Linked DNA regions of Mus musculus: regions 2 and 3 are each linked to region 1. Evidence: chromatin contacts called from public promoter capture Hi-C data. All regions are on one chromosome and are shown on one strand. Each heading gives the region's core, a stretch centred on a gene start, on an enhancer-like site or on the middle of the called end of the contact. The rest is flanking DNA. Distances are from core to core; before and after follow the strand shown.

The links. Promoter capture Hi-C pulls out the DNA fragments that hold promoters and counts their contacts.
Region 2: a contact with region 1 is called in a promoter capture Hi-C map of pre-B cells. The contact joins the promoter of Iah1 here to the promoter of Rnaseh1 in region 1. A contact is called at or near these places in 1 of 39 promoter capture datasets (pre-B cells) and 1 of 484 Hi-C or Micro-C datasets (CD4 T cells).
Region 3: a promoter capture Hi-C map of pre-B cells shows a contact between it and region 1, with 3 times the contacts expected there. The contact joins the promoter of Cpsf3 here to the promoter of Rnaseh1 in region 1. A contact is called at or near these places in 2 of 39 promoter capture datasets (hematopoietic stem and progenitor cells and pre-B cells).

Annotation. Positions count from the first base shown.
Region 1 is chr12:28,648,291-28,650,990 of GRCm38.p6, forward strand. It overlaps Rnaseh1 (ribonuclease H1), which reads left to right and starts at 1,312. Exons shown (of 8, transcript NM_011275.3): 1 at 1,312-1,526. The coding sequence starts at 1,399.
Region 2 is chr12:21,315,116-21,317,869 of GRCm38.p6, forward strand. It overlaps Iah1 (isoamyl acetate-hydrolyzing esterase 1 homolog), which reads left to right and starts at 1,277. Exons shown (of 6, transcript NM_026347.3): 1 at 1,277-1,397; 2 at 2,261-2,313. The coding sequence starts at 1,317.
Region 3 is chr12:21,285,026-21,287,740 of GRCm38.p6, forward strand. It overlaps Cpsf3 (cleavage and polyadenylation specificity factor 3), which reads left to right and starts at 1,272. Exons shown (of 18, transcript NM_018813.3): 1 at 1,272-1,519. The coding sequence starts at 1,470. It overlaps Itgb1bp1 (integrin beta 1 binding protein 1), which reads right to left and starts at 1,259. Exons shown (of 7, transcript NM_008403.5): 1 at 1,081-1,259.

The sequences.
Region 1 (2,700 bases), core at 62-2,561:
CCGAGACACTGGATATATCCATACCCCCTTCTTTTGTTTTTTTTTTTTTTCTTTTTTTTTCTTTCTTACCCCCTTTTTTAAACTTTAGAATATTGTTGGTATTTTGAGGTTTTATTTGAGTTGATAGACATTAATACTTGCTACATAGAAATAAAAAGAAGGGATGAGAGGAAGTTCTGGCAGGGCCTATGCCCAATATATGTGAGACCCTAATTTCAATCTCCAGTGCCAGGATTCATCGTGTAGCCAAGACTGCCCTTGAACTTGCAGTAATCCTCTTGCTGTAGTCTACACAGTACTGGGATAATAGGTTTGAGGCACCATGTCTGGCTTCAAATATTAAAAAACAAACAAACAAACAAAAACTCTGGTGGCGCTGGAGAGATGGCTCACTCATTAAGAATAGTGGCTGCTTTTGCAAAGGCTTGAGTTCCAATCCCAGGGGAGCCAATGCCATTTCCTGACCTCTGTGGGCAGAAAGTATGTCTGTGGCACAAACATAGATGCAAGCGAAACACTCATACACATGAACTAAAGTAATACATAAATAAACAACTGATTTCTAAAGGAAAGAGAAGGGTAGAGTTGCTTTACATTCTACAAACCACACCGACAGCTGGCTGAAGGGCAAACAATCAGAGACAACCATTAAAGGGAAATTTTCCCTTCCCTATTTTTTCTTTATATTTAGAAAAACTTTTCATACTCATGACTTCAAGGAATATACATTTATTACTTTAAAATTGCATCTATGTGTTGGTGTGTGCGTGCATTATCATTGGTGCATATGTGCGAAGGTCAGAGGACAACTTGTGGGAGAGTTGTTAAGCTTGGTGGCAAGTGCCTTCACTTTCAAAGTCGCCTTGGTAGTCCCTAAGGAGTAGATTTTAAAATTTTAGTTGATTTTGGGTTATAAAAACGATTCCCCAGTTTGCAACAGTGACTTGCTTCATTCTATGTAGTCCAGAATTATATGGCCAGAGTGTTGTTATGTATTCATGACATCTTCTCATTCATTGCTGGCAAAGGGGAGGGGAACCCTATTCTGCAGAGTTGGGCATCCTAGAATATGGGATGTAGTTTTACAGGGGCTCATTGTCTTCACATCTATTCCCTCATTCGGCCATCATCCTCTCATTCCTTCTTTCCCCTCTTCCTCTCGCTTCCAAATCAGTTTTGCTGTGCTGGGATTGGACTAGGCACTCGGCAGCTGGGAAACACCTCTGTCTCCAGGCCGAACGTCTCCACCGACGTCTAAGAAACCGAAGACACAATCCTCGGCCCCGCCCCTCTCCGCGACGGGCGCCTCGCGACGTCACCTTCCTGAGCCGGAAGTGTGTCGGCTCGCCGGCGGGAGGCTCGCGGGCAGCAATGTGGGTTGCCGCGCTGGCGTGAGTGATGCGCTGGCTGCTGCCGCTGTCCCGCACAGTGACACTGGCCGTCGTACGCCTGAGGCGAGGCATTTGCGGGCTCGGGATGTTCTATGCGGTGAGGAGAGGCCGCAGGACCGGAGTCTTCCTGAGTTGGTGAGACGGAGCCTGGCGGAGCCCTTTATTCTAAACACCTAACAGCTCGTTTAGCCCTTCCGTGTTGTAGTCAAATCCTCCCAAAGAGAACACATGGTCACCGCAGCCAGAATTTACACAAGGCTTCCCACGTTCTGATCGTTCCTGTGTGTGGGTGTTTTGTTTTTTGACACAGGACCTCATGTAGTCCAGACTGCTGAGCTCATTGGTTTGGGCCACCACGCCCAACTTCCTCGTGTTTTCATCTTTTAAACATTTTTCATACCTACTGGGTGACTTTTCTCGAGCCGATTATGTGCCAAATTGAACTTCTGGTCTTTCTGCCTTCACTAACCAAACGCAGGGATTTCAGATAGGCACCGTTATGCTCAATTTGTGTACTGCAGGTGTTTGAACCCAGGGCTTGTGCATACTAGGCCAGCAGCTGAGCTACATCCTCATCCCCGACTGTTTTTAAGAAGGAAAATCGTGGTGAGATGTGTTGTCACATGTTTGTAATTCCAGCACTGTTGAGGTGGAGGCAGGAGGATCACTACAAGTTAGAGGCCAGCATGGGCTGTGGAAGAGATGAGGGAGGGGGAGAGGTGGAGAGTCTCAAGCCAGAAGCTGGTCTTTGCCTTTGGATCCATGTCGCAGCCCTTGGAGGCAAGATGAAGTTTTCAGTTTCACCGGTACTGTGGCAGTTCCCAGGTCAAATGAGAGGCAGAATCGGGGCTTAAGTCCAGGTTTGGGAGTATATGACAGCTAACTTCTAATATCAAGGTTTGTTGTCCCTGTGACCTGGATGTTTCCCTAGGCACAGCTGAGACAGTACTAAGGAAGAAATATATCCACTGCCAACCCTTTTTCTGTGATTGAGTCTTAAAGATAACAAAATTTTAGTATGTGCTGGAGTTGTGGAAGACCTTGTGGTATTAGTATGCTATTTGGATTGGATGGCATTTAGCAGAATGGGCTGTCAGGTCTTAACATGTAAAATGAAACCAAATTGAGGTGTGACCTTTGTCCCAAGGAATTGACAGCAGATCCCTTTGACTCACCATACAACACCAAACCTATAATCCATGAAAAGTCCTTGTATGTTAAACTTCATTCAGTTAAAAACTCCTGCTCTAGAAAAGACACTGGGCCAGGCATAGTGGCACAAGCCTTTAAATCCCCGCACTCAGGAGGC
Region 2 (2,754 bases), core at 27-2,526, 7.3 Mb before region 1:
TTATGATTCTAAAACCACCACTTTTAGGACTCATCTGTTATGGGATCTACATGTTCAATTCAGAGATGGGGTTTTATGCCTCAGATGTAGTGTGAGTTAGTTCATTAGTCTGGTTTTCTAAAGGACATAAAATTCAGACCAAGGAGAAAGTGGGTGGAGCTCAGTGATGTTTCTCTGATGTTAAAATTAGTCAGTTCAAGCCAGATTCAAGTACATAAAAAACGCAGGTTTGTTGGGCCATCAAGTTCACTGGTCCCAGGGCTGTCAAGATGGCTCAGCGGGTAAGACCACTGACTGCTCTTCTGAAGGTCTGAGTTCAAATCCCAGCAACCACATGGTGGCTCACAACCACCCGTTATGAGATCTGCTGTCTGAAGATGGCTACAGTGTACTTACATATAGTAATAAATAAGTCTTGGGGCTGGACCAGAGCAAGCAGAGGTCCTAAATTCAATTCCCAACAATCACAACCATCTGAACAGCGTACTCATATACATAAACAAATCTTAAAAAAAAAAGTTCATTGACTACTACAGAAGAGTCCAGCCCCTGTGCTGGACAGTCCAGGGTTGGGGGCAGGGTACCAGGTAGGGGCTGAGCAGCGATGCTGAAAGAACCTGGAGGCCAGGTTTGCTATCTATGTAAAATAGCAACACTTCAGTTCCTTGCTGGGATTGTCACCCTTCTCAAGGGAGTGCTTCTCCTTCAGAGCACACTATCAAGGCAAAGAACTTCGCCCATGTAGCCTGTCTTGTCTACCTACCCTCTTGGGTGTGTAAACGCTCCGGTGCTTTGCTAACAGTGTAAATCTGACTTCCTTAAAATGAAATTTCTATAAAACAGCCAAATTCCCATGTTTTTGGCCTATACCAAAAGCCTAGGGCCCCCATAACATACAAAAATTTATTACATAAAACTAGAAATTTCCTTTTAATAGCTGGGGCATGTGATACCGTGAAGTCAGGCGGTCTACAGTGAGGGTCCCTAGACACCTCTATCTTTTACTGTGCCCATCAAGTCCAGTACTGGAAGAGGAAATCCTCCACTTGGGCATGGCCAAAAATGGACGAGTGCTCCTGCTAAAAACGAGATTTCCAAGCACCACAGCTATCCCCAGTCTCGGAGAGGCGGGGTTGGGGTGAACCGGTGGCAGGACTCACCCGGCCGGGGACACTCGCTTCAGGAGACCTGAGTGCAAAGAGGTTTGATCTGGGGCTCACCCCGCCCACGGCTAGCCCCGCCCGCAGCTAGCTCCGCCCACGGCGCGAGGCTCCTCCACATCCGGCGCAGCCCTGCGGGGTTTTGGGCTTTCTACCATGTCGCTGTGCGAGCGAGCTGCTAGCGGGAGCGCTCTGCTCTGGCCTCGCGTGTTGCTCTTCGGGGACTCCATCACGCAGGTACCCGCCGCACCCTCGGCTGCATCCGCGTGCGTGTCGGAGCAGTCCAGGCGCGGTTCTCCCCCACCCCACCGTGCTCCGCGAGCCGGTACGGATCCCGAGCTGCCCGACTCCCCCGGACTCTGGATGGCCCGGTGCGCGTCGGGGTGCACGGGAGCTTAAAGGGTCCGCCTTCGCTTGGTTGCAACCTCCTGCGGGTTCTTCACCGAAGCTACTTTGAACTTTGAACCGACTAGTTCACTCCTCTCTTCCTCAAGCGGCTTAGGTCCAGTACCAAGTGGTTTTTGAAAACAATGCTTTCAACAGCATGAAAAAGTAACCCTATCTGAAAACATATAGTTCCCGATTGAGGAAATTCTTCAAGATGCCTTCCTTCAGGGAGATTAAAAAACAAAACAAAACAAAAAAAGACGCTTCTCCACAATTTACTCGTACGCGGGCTTGGCTTTCCCTAGTAATTGGCAACATTGTTTTTAGATATTGGGCATTAAGTTTTTGTGAGTGGGCGAGATGGCGCAATACTGCTGGAGGATTGCCATGACTGTCAGGGAAATCAATAGAGCATAGGCTTCCTTAGTTTTCAGCTGTGGAGAAATGGGATAACATTATGTCAGCTGACTCAACATAGTTGAGCTTTCTGCTGTTCAGATAACGAATGTCTCTAATGTTAGGTCACAGTAAAACCCTCTCATGTCCAGAGAGTTTCCAAGTGAAGCCACAGTAATTCTCAAAATACCTTCCCAAGCAAGGAAGGCAAGAAAGAAGCCTGGGAGTGTCTAAACGGAGTCTGCATCTAACAGGCCTGGCCCACCACCATGCCATAGTGTATAGCTGTGTGGGTAGTAACAGACTTCTTTCTTCAGTTTTCTTTCCAGCAGGGTGGATGGGGCTCGTTGCTGGCTGACAGACTAGTCAGGTAAGAACAGTTCCTAGATTGTACTTGGCTACTTTCTGGTGGGAAGCATAGTCAGAGTGAATGGTGGAGGCTTTTATCTGCTAGCTTTCCCCTCCTGGATACATGTTAAAGGAAAGGAATTCAGGTTCAACAAAATCGAGTTTCTACCACATGGGAACCAGCAGCACTTGTATTGGCTGCTCTGCCTTCCTGGAACCTTTCAAACCAGCCTGTTAGTGGGTTCCTAACGTTCTGTACCCGTTTGGTTAACGTCTATCGGAAAGTCCATTTTAGATGTACCTTGAGTCACCACTAAAATGTATAGAATTAGACCCTTGTATGGAATTCATATCTCATTGAGGGACATGAGGAGTCTGGGCAGGGTGAGCGTTCCCATAAGGTTCACAGAACACGGGTTAATTATGGACAGCTCCCAGGACTAGGTTATGCTCTTAGCTCATA
Region 3 (2,715 bases), core at 22-2,521, 7.4 Mb before region 1:
AAAAAAGAAGGAGGAGGAGGAGGAGGAGGAGGAAAAGAAGATAACAATGATTTCTTTCAAACACAGATCAGAGCTCAGTATTATTAGGCCGTTGTTCACCGGTGTCCTACTAAGATTTGACTACTAAGATTTGACTAAGGAAGGTCAAATCCCTCCAGCAAGAACCCACCCAGGGCTCTCCAACCACTCTCTCTCAAGCTTGTCTTCAACAATGAGCTACACATCTCTCAGGAACGCAAAGCCACTTTGGTTCTGAGCGGTTCTAAGCTCCTGTATGTTCTTATACTATCTAACTTTCCCTCCCACAGAACTCTCATTTTGTAAGTTCCTTGGCAACTACTTGCCTCGCACAACTTATTTCGGGCCTTTTAAAGAAAGCCTTCCTTGGACTTTCAGGTTGGACTAAAAGACATCAGATCACAGCATTAAAATGTCATCTTCTTCTTTAAACTCCCACTCCCTCAACTAACTAGTGCAAGGCGAGGCTGAATTGGTTCTCAGTAGATAGACAGTATAGCGGAAGAGGACTCGTTACAGGGTTCTGACAATTGCCCTAGGAGGTGATATCCAATAACGTCGCCAAGATGCTCCAGAAACCGCTAGCCCTCACTCTGGCCCATCTGGAGCAGCCGGTCCCTAGGGTCATCGGAGCCTTCCGAGCAGTGAGAACGCCCAGCTGCATTCACGTGAGTCAACCAAGCCAGAGATTCAATAACTTGTCCCACATCACAAAGTTTACTTGGGGACCCCGACAAGATCAGGCTTCCAAAGCTCTGCACACATGCCTCGCACAAGTGAGGATGTAGACAGCTAACTCCAACCCCACCTGGGTGCAGCAACAAGCAGAGGGAGGCCTCAGGGTCTTGCGGAGCCTGGTCCCCGGGGAGGCAGGCGGTAGACCTGTCACGGGAACGCGGGTCCCTCCCTGACCGGGCGCCGAGCTCCTCTTCCTTTCCCCGGTTTGCACTCTGTCGGTGCCTCAGCCTCGGGACGTGGAGGGAATGGGAGGACGGCGGGCTGCGGGGTACTCCCCACACACCCGCACCCTCTGGCCCGGCTGAGGCGAGGCCCGGTTCTCACCTCGCCTCCTCGGCTCGTTCCCCGGTCGCCCCGGTCTCGCGGGGTGTGGGATGGTCCAGCGGCGGCGGCCGGTAGGTTATTCCAGTTCGTATTCCAGCTCCGGCTTTGCCAGTTTTCCTGCCCTGGTCCGCTGGGCCACGCCCCTATCATGCGCAGGCGCAGTCTTTAGGCCGCGCCTCCAGTTCCTTAACCGCACCTCCGGGAACCTAAAGAACCTCGTTCTCGAACCGGAAGTTGGAGGGCCGAATCTAGCTCCGGGAACGCTAGAGCGCCGGAAGTTGTGTGTTGGTGGTGGGGGTTTTTTCTTCTTTGGTTTGCAGTAGCTGTGCTTTGAATTTAGAGACTGCGGCGACGAGTTCGTGGTCCACGCTGCTCCTGAGACTGCCAGGATGTCTGCGATTCCTGCAGAGGAGAGCGACCAGCTGCTGATCCGACCCCTGTAAGGGATGCGCTAGAGAGGGAGCGAGCCCCCCTCCCCGTATGTGTGAGAGCCTGGAGGGACCCCCGCGGAGGCAGCTGCGGGTCCAGCCTCTCAGGTTCAAGGGATTTGGAGAACATTGATCGATGGGCTATCTAGGTTGAATGTCATTTTTCCTTCAGTCTCGGGGAGGGTATTTTGGGGAAAAAAAATCCAGGTCATTGGGTGTTTTCATAAAGAAAGGGTTGCCAATTAACACAAGTCTGGATCTCGTACATCAGAGCAAGCCTTGAGGGAACCGACAGATAGAGGACACTGCAAGGAAGAACTGCATCTGCCTCCTTTCCAGGACCCTACACGTGCTCAGATGGGCGGGGAAATTAAAGACGTGGTGTATGTACTTTGAGAGCTCAGACCTTAGCAGAAGGTAGGAGGAAATTGGAGAGGGGAAAGCTGAGGCGTTTCCGCGAGAAATTAAGAGCTAAATCACCATAAAAGATTGGTTTTAGTGGAAATGGCGTTCTGGAATATTTTGTAGAGAATTGCCTCACACATTTAAAGGTGCAGAACGTACTGGATGAGCGGTGAGACTCATCCAATACACGTGGTTGTTGTTCAGCATGAGACACTATTTGGCACCACATGAATGTGTACATTTTCAAAGGCCGGAAACTATCTCCTTTACCCACTCATAAAGTAAGATTTACTGAGCACTTACCAATGAATGTACCCAAGTGATGCTGTCATCTCCCTATATACACTAAGCAAATATCAAACAAAATCACCAGGCATGGGCTGAGTTCATTGATTTCACGCCTTTGGTGAAATTGTAAAGTGGGGAGTGCTGGAATGAGTTTGTGAAAATAGACAGCTACGTTGGTGTCAGACCTGAAACCCAGTCTTCCTGTTTAATACGGAAGTAGCCTCAATGAACCCACTTCCTCATGTGGAAAAAAGCACTCACTGTGAGGAGTGCTTGCTCTTGGGCAGTGCAGTGATACCAGTGACCGTGCTCAGTGCTCATTTTGACATCTGTTTCAGGAGTATAGGTCAGCACTGTGCTGAGTCTCAAAACAGTTGGAAACTCTTCTGACAGATCTCACGCATTCTGGAAATGTGATTGACATTCGAGCTAAGGCTTAAAGAGTTGGAAAAAATTAAAGACAGTATTGGAACCATAATGTTCCAGGCGCACACAAAAGGTTCTGATTTATGGC